Linked DNA regions of Rattus norvegicus: region 2 is linked to region 1. The links are chromatin contacts, called in public Hi-C maps. All regions are on one chromosome and are shown on one strand. Each heading gives the region's core, a stretch centred on a gene start, on an enhancer-like site or on the middle of the called end of the contact. The rest is flanking DNA. Distances are from core to core; before and after follow the strand shown.

Evidence for each region. Hi-C and Micro-C count contacts between places; a contact is called where the count stands out from the background.
Region 2: a contact with region 1 is called in a Hi-C map of kidney, with 3 times the contacts expected there. The contact joins the promoter of Wnt5a here to the enhancer-like site in region 1. A contact is called at or near these places in 2 of 12 Hi-C or Micro-C datasets (kidney and mammary epithelial cells).

What each region holds. Positions count from the first base shown.
Region 1 is chr16:3,503,395-3,507,660 of GRCr8, reverse strand. Erc2 (ELKS/RAB6-interacting/CAST family member 2) reads right to left here. Exons shown (of 18, transcript NM_001401498.1): 16 at 3,329-3,463. Among named protein-coding and RNA genes, the nearest start is that of Wnt5a, 200 kb to the left of the region's middle. Within about 2 kb of position 1,955, at least 3 of the 93 cell types and tissues checked have an H3K27ac peak or open chromatin away from gene starts, as enhancers often do. A contact at or near this core is called in kidney, where this site is marked.
Region 2 is chr16:3,701,155-3,705,420 of GRCr8, reverse strand. It overlaps Wnt5a (Wnt family member 5A), which reads right to left and starts at 1,756. Exons shown (of 5, transcript NM_022631.3): 1 at 1,518-1,756. The coding sequence starts at 1,523.

The DNA.
Region 1 (4,266 bases), core at 706-3,205:
GCAGAGGTACTCCCACTTTCCACTATGTTAATCACTAGGGATAATGCCTAAAATCTCCCATGAAGGTACTGCTCGAAATAGGATCAGTCTTGTTTTACACTAGGTAGTCTCTTTTTTTCACCTGATAGCCCAAGAATACTATTTCTCAAAGCACAGATGTTGCAGGAAAAAAAAATTAAAGCCATGATCAAATAAGTCTGGGAAACACTGGATTAAATAAGATTATAGAGCTTTCTCTCTTATATGCCACTTTAGATCCCTTGATCTGCTAACAGGACTGTGAGGCCAGGAGACAGAGTTAAAATGTGCACTACTTTCCCGAAATTCTTGGCCTACCGTGGTCCAAGACGTCCCTCGTGGGACTAATGTTCTAGCCGTTACTTGGGGAAACGTGAGTTTAGACTTAAAATGCTTAGATTCAGTTTCGTTCAAAGAGAAATCAAAAACTCACAGTGAAGGGCAAAGGGACAGGAGAGAAATGGAAAAGAAATATAATTCTGCTAGTGCCTGGCAATACGTGTGTTTCCTGAGGGGGAGAAAAGTGAGTTTCTCTGGAAACGTAACAAAGTGACTGATTTTTCATAGTTCCTCGCTTTCATGTGTTCAGATCTTGTCCTCCACTTCAGGAAGCAAGGGCAAGGGTTTGTGGCTGCTTGTCCTGAAGACACAGCTGGTTGACCCTGAGGGAAGGCCAAGGCTGGAAGACTCACAGGAAGACATCTTCTCCCTTTAGGTCAGCTCAGCTGACTGAGCACAGTGGACATCAAACGGAATCTCACACAAATTAGCTCCTTGCCTAGACTGTCAGGATGGCACATTCCAACACATGGCTCTCAGTTTCTCTTAAGGAGTAGCTCTAGCCTCTGGGGCATCACTGTACACCACGCTATCGAGTCCTGCATGGGGGTGGGGGTGATCAGATGGGAGAGACTTTGTGGGTTTTCATAAGTGCTACATTCTGTGACTGAGCTCCTTAACGATGCCCCCATTGATATTAGGTCATTGATACCAGTGCAGGGGAGGACGCCGTTTTCTAAATCTGGAGGCCATGGTCTAACAGGGAATTTCACACAGGAGTTCTAGTAAGTCCATTTCCGGTGCCCACCAAGCAGCACAGCAGAGGTCCGTGCTTAACTCTCCTTTGCTCACTGGAAATTGTAAAATTCCCCTTCTGGGTAAGGCCATTTTGCTTCTACCATAAACTGTAAGCGCAGAAAGCATGGCCCTAATTAACATCAGCCTTTCACCTATCTTGTTCTGATCGACATGAACAAGAAAAAACAGTGAGTAGACACTAAGGGACCTAGATTGTTGTGCTGGATCTGAAGAGCAAGCACTGTGAGGACAGGGTTTTATCTTGCCTGCATAGTCTTCTCTAGGCTCTACATAGATCTGGCATGTGACATTTGCTCCAGGGATTGGCTGACAGAGCAAACTACTGGTAACCAAAGTCTAGCCAGGTAGCCTTCCTTCTGGAGCATGGGATTTTTTTTTCCTGAAGAAGGATGTAGGTTCTAATCCTGTGCCCAAGTGTTGTTCAAAGCATTCACTAACTGCAGACATGTCCAAGGGCCCTAGGGCATGTGTCAGGCAGACAACTTTTGGAGCCCCAATGTTGCAGGACCATGGCTGCTCTGTGGAAACCTTTAATGATATAGACACAGGAGGGAGCAATTGAACAGGCAAGACACTCTATTGCCAGTCCATGGAGAAGTGTCAGGAGTTGAGATTTTGTGAGAAGTACTATTCGCAAAGCAGACAGATTTGATCTGGTCACCATTTCCAGCAGGGCATATTAGGACACATGTCTCTGTTATGTCAACATGTCTGTGGCTGACTTACTCCAGTTCTTCCTGGTATCCTTCCATGATTTCTGTTACTATGTCTTGGGGAGAGGAAAGTCCAGGGTGGCCTTCTGGCATTCTTGGTTCAGGAGGACAGCCAAAGAGAGGTCTTTGGGCCTCACGCCAATGAAGCCTCACACTGACTAGTCATGGGAGAATGCCAAGGAACAACAGGCGGTGTGCCAAGGGGCAGCAAACAAGGGCAGTGATCTCAGATATGCTGGGATGAGCAGGAGTGGGCATGAGGTGGCAGGGGCAAAAACTGATACATAAAACCGAACAAAACCAAGGACATACAATTAGTCTTTCAAGGTCACCAGACTCTAGGCTGTTTCAAAGGTTATGCACTGGAGCCTTTTTGCACATGGCTTTGGAAATCCTCAAATCCATGTAAGGCAACCTTCTGCAGTCCTGGGGTCTCTGAGGGTAAGTTCTTCAGGGTACAAAGGTCACTATTTCCATGGTTTGTGTTCTATATAACTGGCTCCCCCTGGAGTTTTATTTCTGACAAAACATTTTAAGGACTAGACCTTAACTAGCTTCTTTGGGATGCCCATGGCATGAAGAAGAGAGGCCTCTGATAACAAGCAAACTTTGATGTGCTCTCTACATGCAGTTAGTACCACAGTGCTTCTTGCCTGTGTCTGAGGTACTCTGGCTTCCACAGGGGATTCTGTGCCCCTACCTAATCCCACCCACCACATGGAATTTATTGCACAAACCATGTTATGATCCACCATTACAAAGGAACAGTAAAAGAAGAAAAGAAACCTACTCACATTGATTATATTGTTCTGGTTAATTTGCACCCAGGTTGGTAATTTGCATATGAATCACCTTCAGGAGTTTTATTACTAGACAGTATACTTTTTGCATAGTAGATGAGTGTGGACCCAGTTGAAAACTGCAGGCTTTTTTCTCTTTTTCCTTTCCAGTTTTGTCATTTTGTCTTTTCATTTGCTTTACTTGGTCAAGGAGGAGATAGGCTCCAAAGCAAATAAACTGGACTCCTTGACGTCGCTGACAAAAAGGGCAGCAAAACAGAGCCTCCTTTTGGTGTTGTACCTCACCACTAACCCACACTACTGAGAGCTTCTGCAGGAGAGAGCTCAGAAAACTCATGGTTTCTCTGGCTGCCAAGCTTTTGGGAATCGCGGGCTTTCTTTTAAATCTTGGAAAGGTACTTTCCAAAGTAACTAGTCCTTAGATATGAGCCAGCAGCAAGCTGCATATCTAGGAAAGAAGAAAGGAGGGGAGGAAAGAAAATGCATAGTATAAACAAGAAAAGACAAAACCTTAAAGAGGAAGGAGAAAGGAAAACATTTAGATTCCCCGAGTGATGGAAATAAATACCAAAGCTATTAGTTTCAGTTCAAAGAGCGTATCACTTTATGCTGTTTATTATTTCTCGAGGATTATTTATTTTATCTTAAAATATCCAAAGCGTAAGAGGGGTTCTAGAGGTAAGCAGCAATGAAACTGACCTGGTCCGGAGAGGGCCTGTGGTTGGAATGCTGTGACCTCCCAGGAGACCGGTGGTGGTGGTGATGGTGGTGGTGGTGGTAATGGTGGTGGTCGTCGTCATAGTTGTCTGCCATCAGCTTCATTCTATTCTGGGTCTGTGCAGAAGGAAAAGCAGGGAAGACGCCATCAGGAGCTAGACGACAAGCCCAATAAGCACAGGGCACAATGACAGCACCTACAAGGACTGCTCCATTTACATCAATCCAGAAGTTCTCATTTTTAGGCACATTGAAATGCAGTAAAGGAGTTGTGCCATTAGCTTTGGTAAAGGAAGTTTAAATCATTCCCTTGGAGCTAGCTAGGTAACACCTGTACACGTCAATGCACTTTTTAAGAGGGAGACAAACACATCGTAAGGTATAGTCAAAGAGATCCAGGATGGACTTACAAGATGCCTATAGTCACATCCTACACTCTAGAGAAGGCCCCCAGGAGGCCCTGGAAGGAGTGCTGGGAGAGGGATATGTGGAGACACAGAATAACAAACAATGCCCTCACAGGACAAGGCAGGAAAGTGCATACCAAAACTGCCAAATGCAGGAGTACTGATGGAGACAAGTTTGCTGCTACAGTGGCTTCTCAGGAAAAGGGTGTCTACACATATTTTAACTGCCATTGTTCTTTGAAAGAATTAGTGCAACGTCAGTGGAAACCAAGCTGACTGCTCCAATGGTGTGGTGTCCATCGTAGGGGAGTCTCGGAGTCACAGTTTAATACTGAGAGCCAGGGGGCAAGAAACAGGGTACAGAACTGGTTGAACCAAGCCAACATAACAACAACAGAAACAATGCCCAAGGCCCGCTGAAAAGAGCAGAAGTTAGCTAGCCCGGAGAGTCAGAAAGGTTGAGTTTAAGGATAGGACCGCCTAGATTCAAGTGTTGCTCCACCTAACTTTATA
Region 2 (4,266 bases), core at 507-3,006, 200 kb before region 1:
AGCGCTCTGAAAGGGAAGACCTGAGTCTTAGGCTGGGCCTCCTTCCCAGGATCTCGGATCGAACCGCCAAGAAGACTAAAGCCGGCTTGGCAAAGACTGATCTCCAGCTCCCCAAGCCCCCAAAGCAGAGCAAGGGTCCCAACGCGTCCACCTATACCCTACTTTCCGCCATTCCCCAGTCGCTGAGTACTTACGACATTGTCTCCTCCACACACCCCCACCGCCCCCAGGGAAAAAAAAAAGCCTCGTCTGATGGAAAATGTCTTGAAACCAAATCTGGCTAGGTGTGCTAATATCGTCAAGACAGCGGAGGCTGAGGAGGTGCGTCCTCATTGTCGGGCCCAAGTTATTTCCCCAGAGCGAATTGTCCATTTAAAGTACGACCACAGAGCTGTGACTCAGACAGGGCATGGAGGGTAAAACAGGGCCTTAGAAGCACTAGGGTTTAAACCCTTTGAAGAAAGAAGGTTGTTTGCTTTTAGGAAACAGCTTCGTTCCGATTTTCGTCTTACTCCCTACTAGAAAGCTGGAAACGAGAGATACGAAGTATAAGTGGAAATTGTTATCGAGACGTGGAGGGCAACCCGAAGAAAAGTTGCTTGGAAAATTGCTAGTTATATTCCAAGATGAAACGTTAACTTTTTTGTAAAAGTGAACTCTGGGTGACCCTCAGAGTGTGTGACTCGGCTTTAACATGCAACTGACAATTAAAACAAACACGAATTCACAAACTAACCCCCGCCCGCTCTCGCAACGCAGAGGCCCTTGAGTCTCTAAAGCACTAGGCTGACTCCGCTCAGGGGGTAGGATTAAAGCCACTAGGACCACTACTCCCCGCCCCCAATGCTGCAGTAAAGGGCCTGAGCTCACCCAGAGGCCGCTAATAAAGCTAATAACGCGACCCCGCTCCCCGCGCGGGGTGCGCTCTGGCCCCCCGCCAGGCACTCTTAAAGGCACAAGGGCCTGGAACGCTCGGGTTACTCGACCTGGAGAGCTGGGGACTGGGCCCTGATCGGAGGTTGGGGGTGGGGAGTGCATTGCTCCAGGGTAGGTGGCCCCTAGTTTCCCTAGTCTCGCCGTTTCTCCTAACCCAGTCCTCGTCCGGCCTCAGCTCTCCATCCACACAATCTCCGCGTGCCGGGGAAATGGGCGTTTGATATATACTTGATGAATCGAATCATTATCCTGTTGCCGAAATACACATAGTAAAACTACACTCCGGGTTCTCGAGGGTAAAAAGAAATGCCGTCGGTGACCTGAACTATCTTTCCTGCCTTCACTCTTCTCCATAGTTGAACAGGTTTGAAGAATAGCCTGTGCGAAAAGTCTCCAAGGACGCAGAGTCAGTGTCCCCAGGGTAAGGGACAAAAAGATCGGAGTCCCTGCCAGCGACACCGGAGTGTAGCTTTCTCTAGGCAGTTGGAGAAACCGAGGGGATAAGGATAGATTGAAAGAGTTCAGTTAACTTTGAAAAGAAAAAAAAAAGTAGGGAGCGTCCGTGCGCACAGAACACTTACCTTCATGGCGAGGGGGAGGGGGCGCGGAGAGGAAGTCGCCACCCCAGCGAAGGGGGCCGAGGAATCCAAGCGAAGCGTCGGGGTTAAGCCTGGGGGGACGATTCAAAGCAGGACTGCGGAGTCCTCCTGGGCGCGTCGGGTGGGCGCAGCGACCCGGAGCGGAAGCGAGCACTGGCACCCGGGCTCGGGCTGCGGGGCTGGTATAGCGTGGAAATGTGCCCAAGAACCGAGAGGGCGCCGGCGCGCGCGGGCGAGCAGCAAGCGCAGGGCCGAGCGGGGACACAGTGTAGGAGCCGCGGGTCCGACGAGGGCGCGCAGGCGACTGTTCCGCGGCGAGGCGCTCCCTCTCTAACGTCCATCAGCGACGGCGGTAATTAGGGCTTTCCAACCCCAAATGTGGGCGTGATTGTGCAAAAGACTTTACAACAAATAATAAAAAAAATTCTTCACAAGAAGGTGAAAAAAAATGCCCAACTACTCAACGGTGGCCCGAGGCGGGGAAGGGGGGGCAATCCCTATGCCCAAGATGCCCCCAGTTCATTCACACCACGAATTCTGCAGACTTCTGGCGGCTCACGCCTCCTGATTGTCAGCTCCTCCTCTCCGGGTCTGTGACCGAAACGTCTGCATCCAGGGGCTGCTCCTGCAGCTGACTTAGCTAGTGGACGTCTGTGTACACACAGACACACATCCAAACACACACACACACACACACACACACACACACACGCAGAGAGAGACACGCGCGCACAGACACACACACACGCAGACACAGAGACACGCTCGCACACACAGACACACGCAGCAGCAGCAGCAGCAGCAGCAGCAGCAGCAGCAGCAGCAGCAGCAGCAGCTATGGGGCTACAGAACAATCAGGCACGCATGGTTTTTTCTCTGGGAGATGCCGCTGAAATCGCCCAAGTCGCCATCAAAGCTGCAAGAGTCAGCGCCAAATTTTGTCGTTTCATTTTAGAGTCTGGCAAATACCAGGCGCAAAGAAAATGGGTTCAAGGCAGCCCTGAACTTTCTGCCACTTGGTGGCTTGAGCCGTTGATGGACAGCTAGCCCGTGGGGGAACGTTGGCTTCCCCCTTCTGGTCCCCTTCTTCCTTTCTTTCTTTCTTCCTTCGGGTTAACCTTCTTCTTTCCACCCCCTGCCTTTCCAGGGCGAACAGAGGGAGAAGACGGAGGGCGCGGAGCTCCGCGGTGGCGACTCAACTCCAGAGTTCCATGGCGGCCGAGGCTGCCCACCTCCTCGGTCGCGGCCGGGGTCCGAGGGGCGGTCGTGGGGCCCAGAGGAGGCCGCGGAAGGAGCTAGCGAAGCAACAGCCGCACAATCCGGACTCCGGACGGCGGAGGCGTTCCTCGGAGCCTGCAGCAACTTTCCACGCGCTGCGGTGCCCCACAGACTAACTGCCCCAGCGTGGGGACCGCGTGCCCCCCCCACCCCCCGGTCCTTCTGACCAGCTCCCTCACTTTCGCCCTCCCTCTCTCCAGACTCCTCTTTCCCTTGGTGTTCTCAGCGAAAAAAAAATATTTTTAAAGTTGCAGAACCAAACGCGGCTGGAGAGGCAAAGGGGGGTGGGGGGGGAGAAAAGTCAACTTTGCCTATGCGCATGCGTGGTGAGGCTGTCCTATGACAAACTTCGCAGAGTTTTAAAGCTGTACTACGGGGCCGGGGTGCCGGGAGGCGGGGTACGCTCCCCCTTGGGCCCCCTCCTCAAGGCTCCCCATCCCCCAGGCATCTGTTGAACGAGGTCCATTCTGCTGTTGTTGCCTGCCCGCCTCCTAACTGGTTCAGCTTCTTCCAAAGCAGTCGACCCCCCGTTTGTGAGGCTGAACCCCAAGTTTCCGAACCAGACCCCCTTGGCTCAACTATCCCAAACTGCATTTACTGGAGCCTCTACAAAAACGACCTCACTGACGTGGATCCTCGTCGCGACATCTCCTTCTGGGGAGAGTGCTTGAAGCCTGGGCTTGGAGGGTAGGGTGGGCTCGGCTAGCGCATCTTGCAAAGTCCCTGACGTCCTAGAGGTTTGCTAGACAGGATTGCTCCTCACTCCAACGCGGCCAGGCAAGAGTAGAGGTCTGCTGGTATGGATCTAGATGGCGGCTCTCAGGTGAGAAGACTGTGGAGTTTAGGTGAACCGGGGGATCCAGAGTCTGGAACTTCTCGATACTTCTAGATAGCTGAAATTGTTAAGACTTGGATTGGACATAGTTGCCGGATGTGCACCACCCCATCCTCCAGCATGCCATGGGGAACGTGCTCAAAGTATCTCGTTGAATAGTGCAATTCTTTTCTCCATCTTTCCCATCTTCCAACGTTCAAAGTTAGAAGATACACACACACACACACACACACACCACTACACACACTACAAACACACACCACCACTTCCCACCCCTAACCCCACACATACCACATACACACTACAACACACTACAAGCACACACCACACACGTAAACACAACACATAAACACTACACACACCACATACATACCACACACACACACACACACACACACACACACACACACACACACTCAAGAGTCAATTGTCTTCATTCACTGGCTTGCCTTTGACCTAAGCATTTGGTGCTGACAGTTGGGGTTTGCTCCCCAGCACCTCACCCACCCCCAGCAGTCCACCCTAGAGCACATAGAAGCCACAAGTTCAGCTCCAGAGATGTGACTGCTCTTCCACTGACCCAGCCACATATGTACCCACTGACTGATTGCCTCCCAC